3 separate regions of the Mus musculus genome follow, and all the other regions are linked to region 1. The links are chromatin contacts, called in public HiChIP or PLAC-seq and promoter capture Hi-C maps. All regions are on one chromosome and are shown on one strand. Each heading gives the region's core, a stretch centred on a gene start, on an enhancer-like site or on the middle of the called end of the contact. The rest is flanking DNA. Distances are from core to core; before and after follow the strand shown.

Region 1 (2,700 bases), core at 99-2,598:
TTGCTATTAGGTATCAAACTGAAGCCCTGATGATCCAAGCAGCCTGATTTCAATCTTCAGGACCCACAGGATGGAAGGAGAGAACTGACCCCTTCACGTTGTTCTCTGACCTCCACATGCATAGGTGTATGCACACTTGCGCACGCACGCACACACACACACACACACACGCACACTCAAAGTACTACTATATGTTTTTAAGAGCATTACAAACATTTTTAAAAAGAGACTTAATTTGACACAAATCCTATTCTTGTCTCCATCTACTCCAAGAATAGGAAGTTAAGATTGCCTAATCCTCCTAGGAGGATGAACTCTAGTTGTCTGCACACATTCAATGTTTTCAAATCCAACTCTTCCAGATTGCGATGCTTACCAGCTTGGAGTAAAAGGAATGTGGAAATAACAAATGTTTGTGGGAAGAACAGAGTGGAGATTTCAGACTCTCATGAGAACCCTCTAGAACTAAGCCTATATTTCTGAGCTGGTTCTCTCAGAGGAACCTGGTCCCTCTGCAATACAAGCTGTGTGTCTATGTTTGTGACAGTATTTCCTATCTGCCCCAGGATGCTGAGAGGGTGGGGTTCTGGAACAGAACCCTGAGGAAATCGGGAGCAGGCCAAGAGGAGCAGAAAACACTTCACCTGTGAAGGTCTGCATGAACAAGGGCCTTCACTGATTTTCTTACTGTGAAGCCATAGCAGGGCAACATTTATAAGCAAAGATCAGAACCCAATTCTTGGACCGCTGTGTCTCAATAAGGCACGGTGGCACCCACTTGTGATTCCAGCACCAGCCTGGGCTCCAGTAGCAAGGAGCTCAGATCTGAGTAGGTATCCAAGCCCCTCCTGACATAGTTCCTACAAAACAGGCACTTGGGAACTCAGCAGAAGATGTCATCACGCTCCAGTGTGTCCCTGGATATATACTTTCTTGAAGCTTAACTTTGGATTCCAAGTGTGCTGTTTTACAATCCACTCTGCTAAAGTATCTGTTTCCTGAGAAGTGTTATGAAACAATCTTACATTTGCCTGCTTATCACCAGGGACCAGGACTGCGGGAACCTGTAATGATACCCATTGGCCAGAGACTAAGTTAGTAATCTTAATTTTGAGCTCTGCAGAGGTACTGTCCATCTAACAGGCCCAGAAGGGCTGGAATTTCTGAGGAAGCCTTGGCCTTGCTTCCGTCTAGATTCCCCTCCCTCTGCCCCTCCCATGAGCCAGTCATATTTTCTTAGGAATGTGGCCAAGAGCTTGGAACCCAGCCAGAGGTTCACAGTGCCTGCCGCCTGCACCGTCAACCAGAACAGTTGCCCAGTGTGCACCCTGAGAAGTCTGGGCTTCAGTAACTGCTGACAGCACCCAGCACTCTGTGCCAGACTACGGCAAGCCTCAGGTGAAGCCCAGCTACACACTCGAACCCTGAAACTTCCATTAACCAGGAGCATAGCTTGACTCAGAGCCTGACCCTGAGGAGGGGGCTGGGAGGGGGCCTACCAGAGTTGGAAAGCCCAGATACATGGTAGCAAGAACCTTATCCAGTGGTCTAGTATCTGCCCTGGCTTCAAGGGTTCCTGAACACACAGGTTCCTCAAGGGCTAGACCCAACAGAGGAGCCACTGTACCCAGACGGCCCTTTACCTAGTCCCTCTCAGCCCATCAAGCAGTACACATGGTCACTAATGAAGCCACTACACACTTCTGTTTTAAAACTGTTTTGACATAATTTATTGTGTAAAGCTACATCTAAGAATAAATATGTTTAGGTAAATAAATGCTAACACTTTTGTATCCATAGCAAAGTTTGAAACCTATGAGTGTGAGGATAGGGCTCTGGGCAGAATGCCATTAAAACAAGTGTGGTAAAATGTGTTTAAAGTGACTACCTGAGCCATGCGATGCTTAGATCCACCACAAACCCCATGCTGCATCATCACCAGCTACACAAGATCTTCACCATGCAAAGTGGACTGTCTGGTAACCACCAACTCCACCTCTCCCCTCAGCTAGCCCCTACCACTCGGCTTCATCATTCTCATTTTTACCAAGTTAAGATCCCATGAAAGTGAAGTCACATGGTGCTTGCTTCGCTGACTTCTTACTGCACTTGGCACAATGCCCTCAGGTTTTATCTACAGAGTAGCACTTCAGACAACACTTCTCTTTTTTAAAGGCTGACTAATACTCCACAATGGAGAGAAACAGCTTGTTTATCTATTCACCCCTGTACAGCATCTGAGGTGCCTCTACCTCTAGGTGATAATGAGTAGTGCTGCTATAGAGGGGAGGGAGGAGGAGAGATGGAGAGAAGGGAGGGGGTGAGGAAGGGAGTGGGTAGGGACTGGGAGGGTTCTCTTCAAGACCCTGCTTCCTGTATTGTGTGGTGAGTCTTGTGGTCTTAGACTTCACGTCCTGCCAATTTAAGGTTTTACTTTTTGCAAGATGTTCTCCAGCCGGGCGTGGGGGCTCACGCCTTTAATCCCAGCACTCAGGCAGAGGCAGGCGGATTTCTGAGTTCCAGGCCAGCCTGGTCTACAGAGTGAGTTCCAGGACAGCCAGAGTTATACAGAGAAACCCTGTCTCGAAAAAAAACAAAACAAAACAAAAAAACAAAAAAAAAACAAAAAAACCAACCAAACAAACAAACAAACAAACAAACAAAAAACAGAAAAAGAAAAAGAAAGAGAGAAAGAGAGAA
Region 2 (2,700 bases), core at 3-2,502, 720 kb after region 1:
CTGGAGCTGAGCCCAGAGAATCCAGGCCCCTGACCCGTTGCAGCTACTTGGAGACCGGGGCCCCTGCACTAGCAGTGGCTGATCCCACAAAGGAGCGGAACTAGAGCGCGGTCCGGAGGGCGAAGAGGGAAAGTCCCAATCTTCATTTTTAGCACTGCCTTGAAAGAAGAGTCCAGGCTATCCACGGTCGGCCTTAGACATCCTCGTGCTAGCTCAGAACTTGCATTGTCCTGTCTAAAGGTACATCACACACACACACACACACACACACACACACACACACACACACACTTATCCAAAAAACACTAGCTTCTCAGGACATACGCCCTAGAGAGGCCACTGACTGGGGATGAAGAGGTCACTGCCTTGTTTCTTGTGCCGCCTCGCTCAGGCCACAGTCAAATCCGTGGGTCCCCTTAACGCTCCAGACTTGATCTTTCCCACGGTTCAGCTCTCGCCTCCGAATTAGGCCTCACTCTGGTCTCTTTTCCAAAAGACATCAGTCCTAACCTTCTGCAGGCCCAGTAGGCCCAGAGGCAAGGAGAGAATTGTGGTGTTCTACATGGCGTGTGTGTGTGTGTGTGTGTGTGTGTGTGTGTGTGTGAGAGAGAGAGAGAGAGAGAGAGAGAGAGAGAGAGAGAGAGAGTGAAGAGACCTAGAACCCAAGCAAAACACCCTGAAAATAAAATTTTAAATGCTTCTTGTACTAGGAAAAGGATTCCCTACACATCCACGTCTTTTCTCCACTGGGTTATGCTGCCATTTTGTGGGATGAGGAAGGGAAATTAGGAGGAAGAAAGGGGATGTAGATAGGATCCCGGTTCGGTCAAGTAGTTGGAATAATTGTGGACAAGCTCAGGAGAAGGCTTTCAAGGCCCAACATCCAAACTCCAGGCCACGCAGCCCAGCTGGCCCTCCTCCCACCGGTCGGTCCCTGCCCCCCTTGGCTAATCATCTTCATTAGAGGCGTCATCGCTGACCTAATGAAAGCAAACTGTGTGGAAATCGCCGGTAAATAGTTAGGTCTGTGCTGTAATTAATTCAGTGTCTCTTTTAATCAAACTGGAAAAGAATCGGGCCGCGGGTTGTAGAGACGTGACATCACCCCCAAAATCGGCCCGAACCAATCAGCGTCATCACTCCGGGGACACGTGGGTGAGTCCCCTTTAAAAAAAAAACACAACACAACGAAAAAAAAAAAGGAGAGAGAGAGAGAGAGAGAGAGAGAGAGAGAGAGAGAGAGAGAGAGAGAGAAACAACAACAACAACAAAAAAGCCAGTCCTAAAGTAAAAGTGACCCAAGTTCGATTTTTTTTTTTTTAAAGGAAGTGGGGGTGGCGGCGAAGGCGCGCGCGGAGGACAGGTGAGAGCTGCGGTGGGAGCCGCAGGGCGCTGTCCACGGTGCTGGCGGGGCCGAGCAGGAGCTCCGGGGCCAGGTGGGGCTGCTCGATCCCGGGGCCGCTGTCGCTGTCCGCGGTGCTGAGGCCTCCAGGTGCGCTCTGTTCTGCCTGCCCGTAACGCGGCCCCGGCCGGTTGCTATCGGCCGTGCTGACCCCTGCCCTGGGCTACCGTTTGCCTGGAGGAAGCGTGCGGTTTGGATTTTGTTTTTTCAAAAGACGATCTTTATTCAGATTCCATCAACCTCGTGTTTCTTCTGTGCCTAAGGGATCCTCGGGCCGTTCTTCTACCCTTTGGCTCTCCCCAACTTGGCGCGCCCTCCTCCCATTCCTCCTGACACTCCCACCACCACCCCCCCTCGGCTCGGCGGCTCGGCGCGGTGCTGCAGAAGACGCGTTGAGCCCTTTTGGATGTAATGCGCAGAGGAGGTTGGCCCAGAGCTCCCGGGCTCCCCCAAGGCTGAACTCCGTCCAAGGTGCCCACAGGCTCCCTGCCCGCCTTCCCCATGCCAGCCCGCAGCTAGGGGCAGGGGCAGCGGCGGCTGGGGTTGGGGGTGGGTGGGGAGCTTTTGGGGAGGACAGGTTGCAGCTTGGCTATGGAAGGCTCTAATGGCTTTGGGATTGACTCCATTCTCTCCCACCGAGCGGGCAGCCCCGCCCTTCCCAAGGGGGACCCCTTGCTTGGGGACTGCCGTTCACCCCTGGAGCTGAGTCCACGCTCAGAGAGCAGTAGCGACTGCTCTTCACCAGCCTCGCCCGGAAGAGACTGTCTGGAGACCAGTACCTCGCGGCCTGGTGCAGCATCTGGCCCAGGTTTGGACTCTCACCTGCAACCGGGGCAGCTTTCAGCCCCAGCCCAGTCGCGAACTGTCACCTCCTCCTTTCTGATCAGGGACATCCTTGCTGACTGCAAACCTCTCGCGGCCTGTGCACCCTACTCTAGCAGTGGGCAGCCTGCAGCCCCTGAGCCTGGGGGCCGCCTTGCGGCCAAGGCCGGGGAGGACTTTCGAGACAAGCTGGACAAAAGTGTCAGCAGCGCTTCATCAGACTCTGAGTACAAAGGTAAGAAACTAAGGGGAAAAGCGGGGTGGGTGGGTTCTAAAAAGTGACATGTAAAACTTGAGAGCACACACTTGGAGACAGGAACATAGTCATCTCCAGGATCTCTCAGGCCGGGGCCGAGAGTTGGTTTTCCTCTAGACCTCTCTACCAGCTCCAAAGGTTGAGGTCCTGGAGCAACAAAGAGTTCAGCGTGTGTGGCTCGGAGAAGCTGGGGAGGATACTGTGTGTGGAGGAGAGCAAG
Region 3 (2,700 bases), core at 170-2,669, 890 kb after region 1:
GGCAGGCAGATCTGTGTGAGTTGAAGCCTGTCCAGTCTACGCAGAAAGGGAGGGGCTACATTGTTTTGCTTCTAAATGGGAGGAGGGCCTAGCAGCCAAGGAATACAGGAAGCCTTTAGATGCCAGGTGTACATTCTTGCCAGAGCCAGGACACAACCCTTTAGTTCAGTATTTCTGACCTCCATAATAAAATAAACTTGTGTTATCTTGAACTACAAGGTCCATTACATCACCAACCACAGACAAACATGGTGGTGACAACCAGAGGCAGCTAAGAGATGGAGGGAGCAGGCACATGCTGAGGTAGCCATCCACACCAGCACAGTATTCAATACCCCAGGGTCAATGGGTGTGACTTCAATCCATCAATGGATAATCTAGCATGCTGTCAAGCTAGTATACATGAGAAAACACTTCGTAGAATAACACAAGGGATGTGAACTCAGAGACTCATCAAATGCTTGCCTTTTTTTGTAATTTCATATTTTGGGGGACACATGTAGACACGCTGCACAAAGGGTCAAGGTTTGCTGTTCACCCACAGCTGCTGTTACCTCTGTGACCTTGGCTTGCTCATTCTCTTCGGGTCTGATCTCCTAGGTGCTTGCTGGTGGGGGTGGGGAGCTGGTTTTTCACGCAGTCATGAACAGCATGGTACAGGGCAAAAGCCACAGCTATCCACCTACTTGACTCTGGCATCCTGTTCATTCATTCAGTCCAAATATCTGCAGCGTGAGACTTGGCACTCATGGGGCAGAAGTGGAACTCACAGACACACATCAGGTACCACTGTGTTTGCTCCAACTGCTGCTGCTATTATTATTATTTTTAAGATTTATTATTATATGTAAGTACACTGTAGCTGTCTTCAGACACACCAGAAGAGGGCATCAGATCTCATTACAGATGGTTGTGAGCCACCATGTGGTTGCTGGGATTTGAACTCAGGACCTTGGGAAGAGCAGTCAGTGCTCTTACCCGCTGAACCATCTCACTAGCCATCATCATCATTATTATTATCATCATTATTATTTTGAGGCAGGGTCCCACACAGCTCAGGCTAATCTTAAATTCATAATGTAGCTGAGAGTGATCATCACCTCCCAAGTGCTGAGACTGCGGGTGTGCATCACCACGCCCAGTGCACTGCCCCGGGAAGCTGGCCTGAGAACTCTTCTGAGATGCTCTTCTGGAGAGTCAGATTCACGAATGCTTTCCTAGTATTGACAACACGGGGGAACTGGAAAGACTATTTGATACCATTTCCCTATCAAGCTTTCCTCTGGAATTCATCCTGGAATTTGTAAAATTAGGGACCTTCTGGCTTCCAGCAGCTGCTCTGGGTACCCCACTCTGTAAGCCCTGTAAACCGTCTAACCAGGAAGAAATGAAATGGTCTAAACAGTCAGTGACTCACCTGGCACGGGACCAGGAGTGGATGCCACTCGGTGTTCCCTAAAAAACAAGCCACAGCCATGGCGCATCTGTATCCCCTCCCTATGCCCACGGGTGGCCAGAGCACCTGCCCTGGAGCCACTGGGCTGAGGCGGTTAGTGGACAGAGTGGTCTACCTACCTGTCATCCTCTTTTCAAAGAATGGCTGGATGAGCTCCCCGAAGCTTGACTTGGCTGCCACAGCCTCCTTCAGCAGCTGCCCGCAGCTGACTGAGGGGAAAAGAGGGGAGACGCTGTTAAATTTTAAATACAAGGAAGGATGAGAGAAAAGGCACTCTGGCTCACACTGCCTGCTGGGGTGGGAAAGGTCGCTGGAAAAAATATATAAAAGGGTGTGGGGTGTCCAAGGGAAAGTAAATATCAAAAAAAGGAACCTGGAAATGAGGAGAGAGGGAGAAGGAGAATGAAAAGGAATGCATTTGCCAGAGAGCATTAAGAATGGACCACTCGGGAAGACACTAACGAGCCTGTCGCTGACAGGGAGGCCCCTGCAGGGCCCTGGCTGTACCTGGAACTGCTACACAGACTCGGTGCTCTCTGGGTTGCAGTGGAGGAGTGGCATGCAGTTGGGGACACATTCACAGTGTGTTGATGCAGGGAGGCTGGGAAGCATGGTGGTAACCCAGCCCTTCTGTTCATCAAGGGCCCTGGAGCTGGGCGGGGGTGTTCCTGAAAGGACCGAGGAATATCCTCTGCACATTAACTCATAACTAAGACTCTGCCTGAGCTGCCTGCTGGCTGCCACGTTCCTCACTGCCCTGGCTGCCTGCGCACTGCAGCAGGACCTTTTCTCTCTGGTCCTCCTCTGTCTCGTGCTCCAATCCATGGCCAGCACGGGGGAGAGTTTGGTCAGTGACTTCTGAATGCAAAAACAAACACCCCAAACTCCAGAAGACTTCATCCCTAGCCAAAGCCATAATTGTTTTAAGACAGGGTTTCTTTGTGTAGCCCTGGGTGTCCAGGAATTGCCTTTGTAAACCAGGCTGGCTTTGAATTCACAGAAATCTGCCTGCCTCTGCCTCCCAAATCCTGGGATTAAAGGCATTCGCCACCACTGCCTGGCCAGAGGTTGTTTTTTAATGATTCATAAACCTGTGTATCTGTGCACATATGGGCAGAAGATGCCTAATTGAGATGTCCTAGGACTGGAGTTACAGGCAGTTGCGAGCCAGCTGACATGGGCACTGGGAACCAAATTCAGGTCCTGTAAATTCTCTTAAGCACTGAGCCAACTCCTCAGCTCCA

What was found. Promoter capture Hi-C pulls out the DNA fragments that hold promoters and counts their contacts. HiChIP or PLAC-seq counts read pairs in DNA pulled down with a chosen protein or histone mark.
Region 2: a promoter capture Hi-C map of liver shows a contact between it and region 1, with 3 times the contacts expected there. The contact joins the promoter of Barhl1 here to the enhancer-like site in region 1. A contact is called at or near these places in 2 of 39 promoter capture datasets (hippocampal neurons and liver), 1 of 484 Hi-C or Micro-C datasets (embryonic stem cells), 4 of 115 datasets of contacts at active chromatin or transcription factors (embryonic forebrain, embryonic stem cells and epiblast stem cells) and 1 of 9 other capture datasets (embryonic stem cells).
Region 3: a FOXA1 HiChIP or PLAC-seq map of pancreatic cancer cells shows a contact between it and region 1. The contact joins two enhancer-like sites. A contact is called at or near these places in 5 of 115 datasets of contacts at active chromatin or transcription factors (astrocytes, embryonic forebrain, embryonic midbrain and 2 more).

The regions. Positions count from the first base shown.
Region 1 is chr2:29,631,844-29,634,543 of GRCm38.p6, reverse strand. All of the region lies in intron 1 of Rapgef1 (Rap guanine nucleotide exchange factor (GEF) 1), which reads right to left. Among named protein-coding and RNA genes, the nearest start is that of Rapgef1, 13 kb to the right of the region's middle. Within about 2 kb of position 1,348, at least 203 of the 459 cell types and tissues checked have an H3K27ac peak or open chromatin away from gene starts, as enhancers often do. A contact at or near this core is called in liver and pancreatic cancer cells, where this site is marked.
Region 2 is chr2:28,914,973-28,917,672 of GRCm38.p6, reverse strand. Barhl1 (BarH like homeobox 1) reads left to right here and starts at 1,252. Exons shown (of 3, transcript NM_019446.4): 1 at 1,252-2,459. The coding sequence starts at 1,994.
Region 3 is chr2:28,741,625-28,744,324 of GRCm38.p6, reverse strand. Ak8 (adenylate kinase 8) reads right to left here. Exons shown (of 13, transcript NM_001033874.2): 10 at 1,576-1,665. Among named protein-coding and RNA genes, the nearest start is that of Mir3088, 9.7 kb to the right of the region's middle. Within about 2 kb of position 1,419, at least 1 of the 459 cell types and tissues checked has an H3K27ac peak or open chromatin away from gene starts, as enhancers often do. A contact at or near this core is called in pancreatic cancer cells, where this site is marked.